Linked DNA regions of Gossypium hirsutum: region 1 is linked to region 2. The links are chromatin contacts, called in public Hi-C maps. All regions are on one chromosome and are shown on one strand. Each heading gives the region's core, a stretch centred on a gene start, on an enhancer-like site or on the middle of the called end of the contact. The rest is flanking DNA. Distances are from core to core; before and after follow the strand shown.

The links. Hi-C and Micro-C count contacts between places; a contact is called where the count stands out from the background.
Region 1: a contact with region 2 is called in a Hi-C map of leaf, with 2.1 times the contacts expected there. The contact joins the promoter of LOC107946676 here to the enhancer-like site in region 2. A contact is called at or near these places in 3 of 34 Hi-C or Micro-C datasets (all in leaf).

Annotation. Positions count from the first base shown.
Region 1 is chrD12:56,475,984-56,480,766 of Gossypium_hirsutum_v2.1, forward strand. LOC107946676 (protein SAMBA) reads left to right here and starts at 2,329. Exons shown (of 3, transcript XM_016881100.2): 1 at 2,329-2,633; 2 at 3,226-3,336; 3 at 3,786-4,097. The coding sequence starts at 2,480. The coding sequence ends at 3,847. It overlaps LOC107946674 (phosphatidylinositol-glycan biosynthesis class X protein), which reads right to left and starts at 2,196. Exons shown (of 5, transcript XM_041107304.1): 1 at 2,078-2,196; 2 at 1,618-1,735. The coding sequence starts at 1,640. It also overlaps the pseudogene LOC107946675.
Region 2 is chrD12:56,435,718-56,440,806 of Gossypium_hirsutum_v2.1, forward strand. LOC107946671 (lysine-specific demethylase JMJ706) reads right to left here. Exons shown (of 11, transcript XM_041107296.1): 5 at 4,829-4,882; 6 at 4,675-4,766; 7 at 4,308-4,585; 8 at 3,834-4,229; 9 at 3,394-3,746; 10 at 3,028-3,300; 11 at 1,248-2,222. The coding sequence ends at 1,851. Among protein-coding and RNA genes, the nearest start is that of LOC107946671, 6.3 kb to the right of the region's middle. Within about 2 kb of position 1,919, at least 8 of the 9 cell types and tissues checked have an H3K27ac peak or open chromatin away from gene starts, as enhancers often do. A contact at or near this core is called in leaf, where this site is marked.

The DNA of each region.
Region 1 (4,783 bases), core at 1,079-3,578, 41 kb after region 2:
CGCTCAGAGATATATCACTCCTGCCATGAAGTAGAGTAGTTTCTAGGAACTCAAACTCCTCAGGAAGTGACCCCAACAGCATCAAAGCCAAATCTTCATCTTTGAATGTCTCATCCATATTCAGCAAATCAGTGACTAACTGATTAAATTTGGTGATGTGATCATTCATTGTGGTACTTGGGACGTATGTGAAGCGAAACAGTCTTTTCTTCAAGTGGAGCTTATTTTGACTGTTTTTCTTCAAAAATTTTTCTTCAAGTGCCACCCACAACTTATTTGCAGAAGTCTCCTTTGAAAAAGCATACCTCTGCTCTCGAGAAAGGCATGATCGAATTGTGCCACATGCCAACCGATTGATCGCCTTCCAATCTTTCTCCTGTACATCATCTGGTTTCTCTTCATCAATGGCAATGTCTAGACCCTGCTGAAAAAGGGCATCTAGAACCTCACTTTGCCACATACCAAAATGGTCCGTGCCATCAAAGATCTCCACGGCCAATCTTGCATTTGCAATTGTCGGTCTTGTCCACATGGACGATGTTGAAGCTCCTACACCGACCGTTTTCTCCATAATCTTTCAATATACCTAAGGAAATCTTTTCTGATGTGGAAGATCAATTTAAACTGCAACCACAGAGCATACTACGATTAACCATCAAAGATCTCCACGGCCAATCTTGCATTTGCAATTGTCGGTCTTGTCCACATGGACGATGTTGAAGCTCCTACACCGACCGTTTTCTCCATAATCTTTCAATATACCTAAGGAAATCTTTTCTGATGTGGAAGATCAGTTTAAACTGCAACCACAGAGCATACTACGATTAACCTTCGGCTCTGATACCACTTGTTGTTCCAATAGGGTCGGAAGCGTGTAAATTATTGTACTAAAAAATCACACAAAGTTCAATTCCCAGGGAAGAGAGGTGGATCACATGGATCTCTTAAATACCAAGTCTTTCCTTAGACAGAATATCCCTTCTATAGTAATTTAATAGCACAATTAAATACTACTATTATACCCTCAAATATTGAAAGAAAAATAGGACAAGAAAGAACACAAGAGTTTTAACGAGGTTCGGTAAATTATACCTACGTCCTCGGGCACTAACACCAGATGATAACTTTACTATCTCCAAAGTATTACAAACAAATAGAATTCTTTAAGAATTCTCAAATGGGAGAAGAGAGAAAACTAAGAGAGAAAGATTGGTTGGGATGGTTGAAATGAAAAATGAAAAGGCCTATTTATAGTTGAGGTTCAGGGACTAACTTGCAAATGGCCTAAAAAATTAGGGACCAAAATTGCAATTATCCCTTTCAACTTTTCAACATTCGGTGCAACTTGCTCAACCTTTTTAACAAGTTGCTTCCTACCTTTGTTGACTTTTCAACAGATGTGCCATAAAATCTTCAAAACTTGAATCATGCAGGCTCTCATAATTTTCAAAATAAGATTTCATTATAAATTTCCCAGCATCTGAGTTTGTTTCTACCTGAAAACTAAGAATGTCAAATTCTTCGAAACTTGGCACAAGCAAGACAAATTTCATGCGTAGGACATGGTTATTCCGAGCAAAATGAAGAGTTCGAGTAACATACATGATGTCAACTAACCTCAGTTGTGGATGCGAAGACATGTATGCAAAAGACAGCACCAGAAAAGAGCATCCACAAGATTGCCAGTTTCAGATGAAAGCATAATCGATTATATTGTAGGGTTGACATTGAGTAACTGAATGGAAGAAACAAAGTGGATGAGAAATTACATGAAAATCTCATGATGATAAAATTTCCTTATTAAATTAAACGCTTTATATAAACAGGAATGAATTCTGGAAAGGTTGAAGCATAATTTAATAAATCTATCGATCTTGCAATAAATAAGGATAAGTTCCCATAGTTTAAAAATGTTTCTCTTTGTGAACAAGAACAATGATCCAAAAAACAAATTTTAGTTCTCTATTAATACACAGAGAGAGATTTGAATTACATAAAAAGAAGATGCAGACGCAAAGCATACAATCAGATTATTCATAACGAAAATAAACATGAGAGGCAAAAGGAGAGAGCTGACTTAAATTTTTCCTTTTAATTCCCCCCTCAAAAAGCAATCAATCTCCACGCTCTTAGTGACTCAACTTGATCAATCTTGGAAGAGGAAGAGCAACCCAGATTACAGGACCAGGAAAGAAACAACTTTTGAATTTAAAAAAGATGAAGATCTATATCAAATAGCATAGCATTGGGCTAAAATAAGGCCCATATGCTCCATATTCCAGAACCCATAAACAAGGAAAAGCAGGAAAATTCAATTTACTATTTTAAATATTGCAAATAAGACCCAAAAACCCAAATCAACACCTTCCGAGTTCCAAACATCTGAACAGAGTTTGAGAACTGAACTGTAAATCTAGCATTCGAGAAAGGTAGTTTCTTTTTTTCCTTTTTCATCCAAAAGAAGGTAAAAACAAGAAAAATGAATAGTTCATCACCAGCGAATTCATCAATATCAACTACAGCAATCGTTGGAGGAGGAGGAGCAAGTGGTGGTACTAATGCTGCTTTGGAGGATACCCATTTCCCTTCTGATCTTATATCCATTCAAGACCGCAAAGATGAGGCCATGCTCGGTTTGTTTCTTTCTTCTCTTTTGGTTTTCTTCCTTTCTCTTCGGAGTTGGAATAATATGCATTTATTAGTGTAAAGTTTGTGCTTTTTAGTCATTAGGGTGATTTTATTTCTGCATTAACACTTAGGGTTTAATTATGTTTGTGGGATTTTTTCTGGGTTTTATTGTATGTCTTTAGTATTGGAAGATTATGGTCTTGTTGTATGAGGCTTTGAGTGGATAAATTTGGGTTGTTGACATCAAAATAATGAAATATATGATACTAAAGTTGATGTCTTCTTTTCAGTTTCATTATTCTTACAGACATTATATTCAATGGGTTGATTTATTTGGTTTATGCTTGTAAGTTTCTTGAGATTGTATTGGAGGATTACTTTGAAAACTTATTAAATTGTTTTCAGGTTTGGTTTTAATTGTTTTTAACATTAATTTTGCTTTGATAAGTCCTAACACAATGGAAAGAATGTGAAGAGAAAATTCGTCCATCTTTATGCTTTCTATATGTGAAAATTTACTTGCCAAGTTACTGTTGCAGCCTACTGCTTATTCTATAGGTCCTCTCAGTGAAAATTCTTATTGCTTCTGCATTGCAGTTTTAAAATCTGATTTGATGGCTGCACTCAATGAAGAGGTTAAATCATTGGATGAAGATAACTGGAAGTTTGAAGGTCCTCGTTCCCGCATCCACCTGATATCAAGACCAGGTTAATCCTTCAATTCATTTCACACCAATTTGCGTTCTCACTTTTGTTACTTCCTGTATATCAAATATAAGTCCTGTTATAATGCGGGCCCTGTAAACTTCAAGTTCGCTTAATGCGTGGATCATTTGATTCATTTTCCAGTTGTGGTTTCCCTCTTTCAAGGTCCTACATTAACCTGACCATACCTTACCTTTACCTACAGCTCCATCGTTCTCATTATTTGCCGTTCTGTTCTCTATTCTTTGTTGTAGATCAGATCCGGTTTGCCAGTAAAAAGGAAGTGATAAAAGGAACTTAAATGTCTTGAAAAAATAGTTGTTTGTCCACATCTCTTTTGCGACTTGTCTTTGACATACCAAACTCTTCTTGGTTTCAATATGTATGTCTTTCTAGCTTCCTGTATATTTGGGGAGTCGTATTTATTGATTCGATGTTATGGATTCCACCAGGTGGGTTTCTACAGAAGCAGATGGAGTTTACAAAAAACTGTAGCACAGCCCCGAAAAAATGATTTCAGATTTCTTGAGACTGGACTTCACGGCTAAGAGATTGGCTTTACTCAGACAACTTTATTATATCTGTACATTGCTGAACTTCACTATGAAATCATGCACACATGTGAAGAATTACAAGTATTTACTTTTGACTGTTATTGATAAACAAGACAGTTTTGCCTTTCCATTTTTGACATTTGAAAACCCCTTAAATGATCATGTACGTAGCACAGTCCATTGCGGTGTGGAATTCGATTCAGTTTCTAAGTTACAGTAAAGAAAAGGAGGATCAATCTTCGATTAGGATATTGCCAAAGAAGCTTATAATGCATAAAGCTCAGGGTTGCATCTTGAATACGAGGCTTAATGTTGAGTTCAGTGCAGCTTTGACCTTTCTTACCGAAAGGCCTTATTTTAGAGCTCTGCAAGGTTTTACTATTCATGGTGCTCATAGTTACAGGCAGCAGGGTGGAAATCTGCAATTACAATGTGGCCAATTCTTTAATAGCCCGGTACAATTACTGGGATTTTTACATCGGAACCGCATGCAACTGGTAATATCATTTTGTAAGGGTTAATAAGAGTAGAGTTTTGTTTGTTTGTTTTTAAATTTAGCAAATATTTCACCATTTGCCACCATCTCGCTGCTTAATTTCACCCTTCAGTCATTTCCAACAAAATGGAAATATGTTTTTTTTTTTTAATTTCTCTGCACATGATTTACCAGCCATTTCCAACAATGGCAAACTTCACATGCTTGGAAACCCAGAAAGGTCGCATTATGAAGGAGAAAAACTAAAACTGGAAACAAAGTTTTTGTTTTTCTAGCAAAATTGAAGAAAGGAACTCAATGGTGCAAATGCAAAGCACAATTCATTTAAGTCCTTGCTTGATTAGAATCAAGAGCCACCTCACAAAATCCTATTTACAAAAGGGTGACCAAGAAGCTCATC
Region 2 (5,089 bases), core at 669-3,168:
CTCTAAATTCCACGGCTTCGCTTTAACTGAGTGATGCTGTGGGTTAGGTAGCAGGGCCCATTTTTGTTAAGGGTTGCTGTCATCACAATACAAACAAAATGTGAAAAAAGGTGATTGCTTGTTCAAGGGTTGGCCCTGAATCTCTTTGGATTTAGTTGAGTAAACGACACTGATGTTCACAAGATTCATTCCTTTTTTGTTCTGTGTATTCCTTTTTTATTCCTTTGGGTACAAAATCATTTTTTCCTTCTTCTTGTGATAAAGATAATGGACAGTAGAAAATAACAGATTCAAATGTCCAAGAATAGCCCAAGCCACCGTCTCTATGGCCCGTAAAATCATAACTTGAAATCTGTGGCCCGTCCATCTCATACTTCCTAACACGGACAAATTCCAAGCATGCTTTCACTTCAATCAAACATAAGGTTTTAAACCATGACAGTAATGCTACATATTGATGCTGGTATATTTTGTGTATTTTACCAACTGATTCACCGACCAAAATTTACATTGAAACAATTTTTTGTTTTATTTTTTTCGTTTCGATTGATTGTTACATTCTGAGATATCAATACGAAATTGACTTATTTTAAACCCCCAACAACAATAATACGTTAGCTGATTGTAAAAAACCATGGACTTTGCGGACTCGCATTGAAACGACAATAAATCGTACATAATGAAAAGGAAATTTCACATTTAAAGAAAAAAACAGAAACATTGGAAAAGCAAAACAAGATTATAAACCTCAACATCAGCAAACAAGGAATGGAACAAACAATATGGCTACGTCGTTTGCGCTTCTGAATAGAATTAAAAAGGATGTGGCAACCATGGAATTGTCTCGACTTGTTAGAAATGGGCTACTTATGGAAACAGGACGGTGGTCCATACAGGACCCCAGCATTGACACAATTGCTTCAACGCAGAGGAGACCCATTTCTAGACCCCATGAAACTAACAATACACTCCTCCCTTCCTCCTTTTGCTTCCCAATAGTTTCCAAACCACAACAGCAAAAAAAGGTCGTTGCTGGCTTGTGCACCCAAAGCTAAAAAAACACCAACATTGCAGGCCCATCCGACATTGCCAACTGCTATATGGTGTTATGTCAATTTCCAATTTGGAGTTGGCCCCACAATCTTATAATCCAGGACAAAGATCATTAAGACCAGGAAACATCTACGACTGGACTCATAACACAACATGGTTCACACAGATAGGATTAATGAAATGTAAGGTAATGATTTGAGAAACAAAAATTAAGGCCGCATTACTCTGCATTTTATTTAAGCAGTGTACAACATTGCTACAGAAAAACGAATAAAGAGCCTAGTAGGGGAAGCAGAAGACTTCTAAAAATTAGAGGTTGTGGAATGCCCAATTTCCTCGGTAAGAATTAAGATTTGAGTGGCGAACAAATTTACGAACGTAAATTTTACTAAACCGAATTCTACTTTTCAGCTTTTGATGCATTAAGGTTGGTTCTCCAGCCATCGAAGGAAAAACACCCCGGGCCTGAGTGAGAACCATAAGAATCACATCTAGGACGTGCAATTTGCCCCAGTTTTGGAGGCCTGCACAAAGAATAAAACTATTAATGTTCTAAGCTTGGTTAATCTTCCGCTGCTATCCCTTAGTTGAATCGGTCATTTGGAATTTTATTGTTAGAACCCCCATCCAAGTCAAGCTCCAGAGTCAGGACCCAATCACCAGCCATCAGTTTCTGCACATCTATATCTTTGGAATTTTATTGTTAGAATCCCCATTTACAAGGAATGAAGTTAGCCAAGTCAATCTCCAGAGTCGGGACCCAATCACCAGCGATCAGTTTCTGCACATCTATAACTTCAAACCAGTCTGCTTTCTGAACCTAGATGTATTGGGCTTGGGCCTCTTACTTTAAGGCGCTTTGGACCCATCTCTGAAGGAGAATCCCTCTTGCTCTTTCCTAACTCCTGCTGGAACCTATCATTTCTGTGGTGCTCTCGCTGCCCGCTACTCATTCCTGCCTCACTGCCCATCTTCTTATATTTTATAGAAATGGGAATGGGAAGGGTGCCTCTTCCAAGTCTGTCCTTCACAGCATTCTCCAGAGCTTTAGAATCAGAACTACAATTTGTATTGCGGTTTGGTTCGTCGTTTCTACAGCATTCAGATGCATATGCCACTGGTCGCCCACATCTTCCTTCATGTTGAAGTTTCTTTAATCGTTTGAACCCCTGCCATATGAATTAAAGGCATGAGGACAAGATAACTGAAGTCCCATTAAAGTGAATAAGCAAGGCAAGAACTGATTAAGCAAAATACAAAAAGCAATATCAGAATAGTCAAAATTTGAAGACAATGCTAAAAAATTGGGAAAATAACTAATAGCTAAGACTAATTTAATGGTCATTCAAAAGCTTGTCATCCTCTAACAAACCATCAAAAAACTTCCCTGGAATGCAACAGCAAATGAGTGATGAGATGCTTTCTCTAAAGTAAATCTATTGTAGGGGCCAACGTACAAATGACAATTACAAAACAGAAAGAAACCGGCCAGTGACAAAGTAAAGACTACAATTTCGTTTTTTCTTTTTTTTTTTTAATTTTATGCACAAAGACTACAATTTTTCGATCAACAAAAAGGGCAAATTTAAACAACAACAAGAAAATGTGAAATCCCACTCAGTTCCCGCCCCCTCCCAATTTTTTTTTTCTAAAATGAAAATACAAAGATCATGTAACTCCAAGTCTTTCATCATTAAAAATATTGTCAAGTCAAAACATTTACCAAAAAGGCCCTAAGCTAGGGCCTTTTTGGATTGAATCCTTAGTCCATCAGCGGTGTGAAGCAGTTTTGCCCTTTCCAGAAGGGGAGTGAAAGTTTAGGTTCGCAGTTCTACTCAGGTGTGGCATTCCCCCTGGACTTACCTAACGTCTAATAATTGCACCTTAAATTTCCATGGGCCCAATGATAAGTCAAAAGTTAAGATAGTAACTTTATAACAGACAAAATATAACTATGGGAAGCTAAAACTATACCTGGTGTTCTGAGTTCTTTGATGATATGGTATCATTCCCAAATCTTTTCTCAACCTTCGAGAAAGGACGTTTAACCCTAAATATTGGTGAATCGGAACTATCACTGTTTTCATCCACTATAGACCTGCTCACTGGGTCATGAACATTATCTTGATGGATACTTCGATGATCTTCACGTGACAAACAGGAAACAGACAATTCATATGTATTCTCTGAGACTTCTTCAGGGAATCTTTCACCATTAACGCTTACTTGGTTAGCTACCCTCTGTACCTGCTTTGAGTATATACCAGTTGCACACTTAGTGCAGGAGCAGAAGATTCATGTTCAGATTAAGAGACTCAGCAGGCAGAGAGCTAGACTTACAGTTTTTGGTGATGATCCGACTTGCTCCAAATTAGTCTCAGGTTGAAATTTTCCATGGTTCATAGACGATATATGTTCTAGTGGTTGACCCATTGTATTTATTGCGGCAAAATCAGGACCCAAAACAACATTAATCTCACAGTATGGAAAGTATCCATCCTCTACATCAGTCTGCAACTTATTTGACAGTGGATACAAATACAAGTCATCACCATTTTCAATTTGTTGCTCAATTTCTTTTGATATGGCATCATCTTGCTCAAACTTCTTGGCAGCGGCCTCCATCTCTGCAACATCATCCCTCAAGAAAAGATAACGATAGCTCCCACATGGGAAGTGCAGTGACCTGATATCTGCAGAAGGTAATTAGCTCATCATAAGACAAAATTATATATCAAAGGGAAAACTACCAAAGCAAGGCAGGATCTGGGAAAGACTACCATGTCGCAGGCAAACAGGATGACCATTACAGCTGCAGTTAATGAAAGCAACATAACAATCGCGTTTGCATAAAGTGCAGACAATAGTTCTATAATAGTTTGGGGATATACTAGTGCATGCCCTTGATTTCATGACAGACCAAAGCGCCCGGTGCAGGAAACGCATTAGTTTTACAAATGAAACCTTGATGCAATGATGAGCAGCCAAGTCTGCCAGTGAATAATCCAAATCTTCCAGTTCTAAACTTGTATAGAGAAGCATTGCTTCTTTGCACAGAAGTTCCTCGTGAGGAAGGAGAGGCGCCCTGTTGAGATGTGCATAACGCAAGCTTGCTATAGCCCCTAAAGGAAACCAATCACCAATAGCAAAGTTGACAGCCTCACCACAGTTGAAACCTAAATGATTAAAGTTAGGAACATATTCATTAATTCTGTGGGAGCAAATATGAACAAATTAAGTAAAACATGCCTTACCATGACTAAATCCAGCATGATATGCCCTTGGAAAGGTAATTACAAACTCTCCCGGCTTCTGCACAGCCTTGTAGACAGAGACATCATGTTTCAACAAAATACTTGGAGGAAATAATGTCGTTTTACCCAAAAGCACATCAAAAGCTCCATCTTCACCATCCGCAGATAGGATATCATTACTGTACACATGTTCTTTGACAACCTTCTCAAATTTTGAAGCAGCATGACCAGGTATACCATACCAAGTTTTCGAAGCCCCACAGTGATGATAATTAATGCTGCCACAAAAGAATAGGAGAAGGATTGGTTAAAGGATTAGTTAAAAGAAAACAACTGTAAAGGAACTTAGTGTTTAATGTCATTTTACCTATACAAATAATGATCCTCCACGTGCCAAGCAAACATACTAAATAGCATTCCTATGTAAAGCATAGGGTCAGTTACACCCTGAAACAAAGACTGAGAAGATCAATTATCCGTATGTATACAGTGCCAAATTGAGATTAGGATCATTTTGATACCGGAATTGCTGTTTCAAGAAGACGCAAGGTGGACTTTGGCAGCCGTGAGAGTCGCTGAAATCAAACAAAAGGAAGCATATAAGAAAAAATTGAACCAGAATCCAGAACAGGGATAGAGCAAATCATGATAAGAGTAGTATCAAATTGCTTCCTCAATTTAAATCGACCTTGAAATTACTAAAATTCAAGAGAATTTTGAGAATCATACAACATTACTTTATCTGAATAATGTCAATAAGTAATAACATAAATAACTACTTT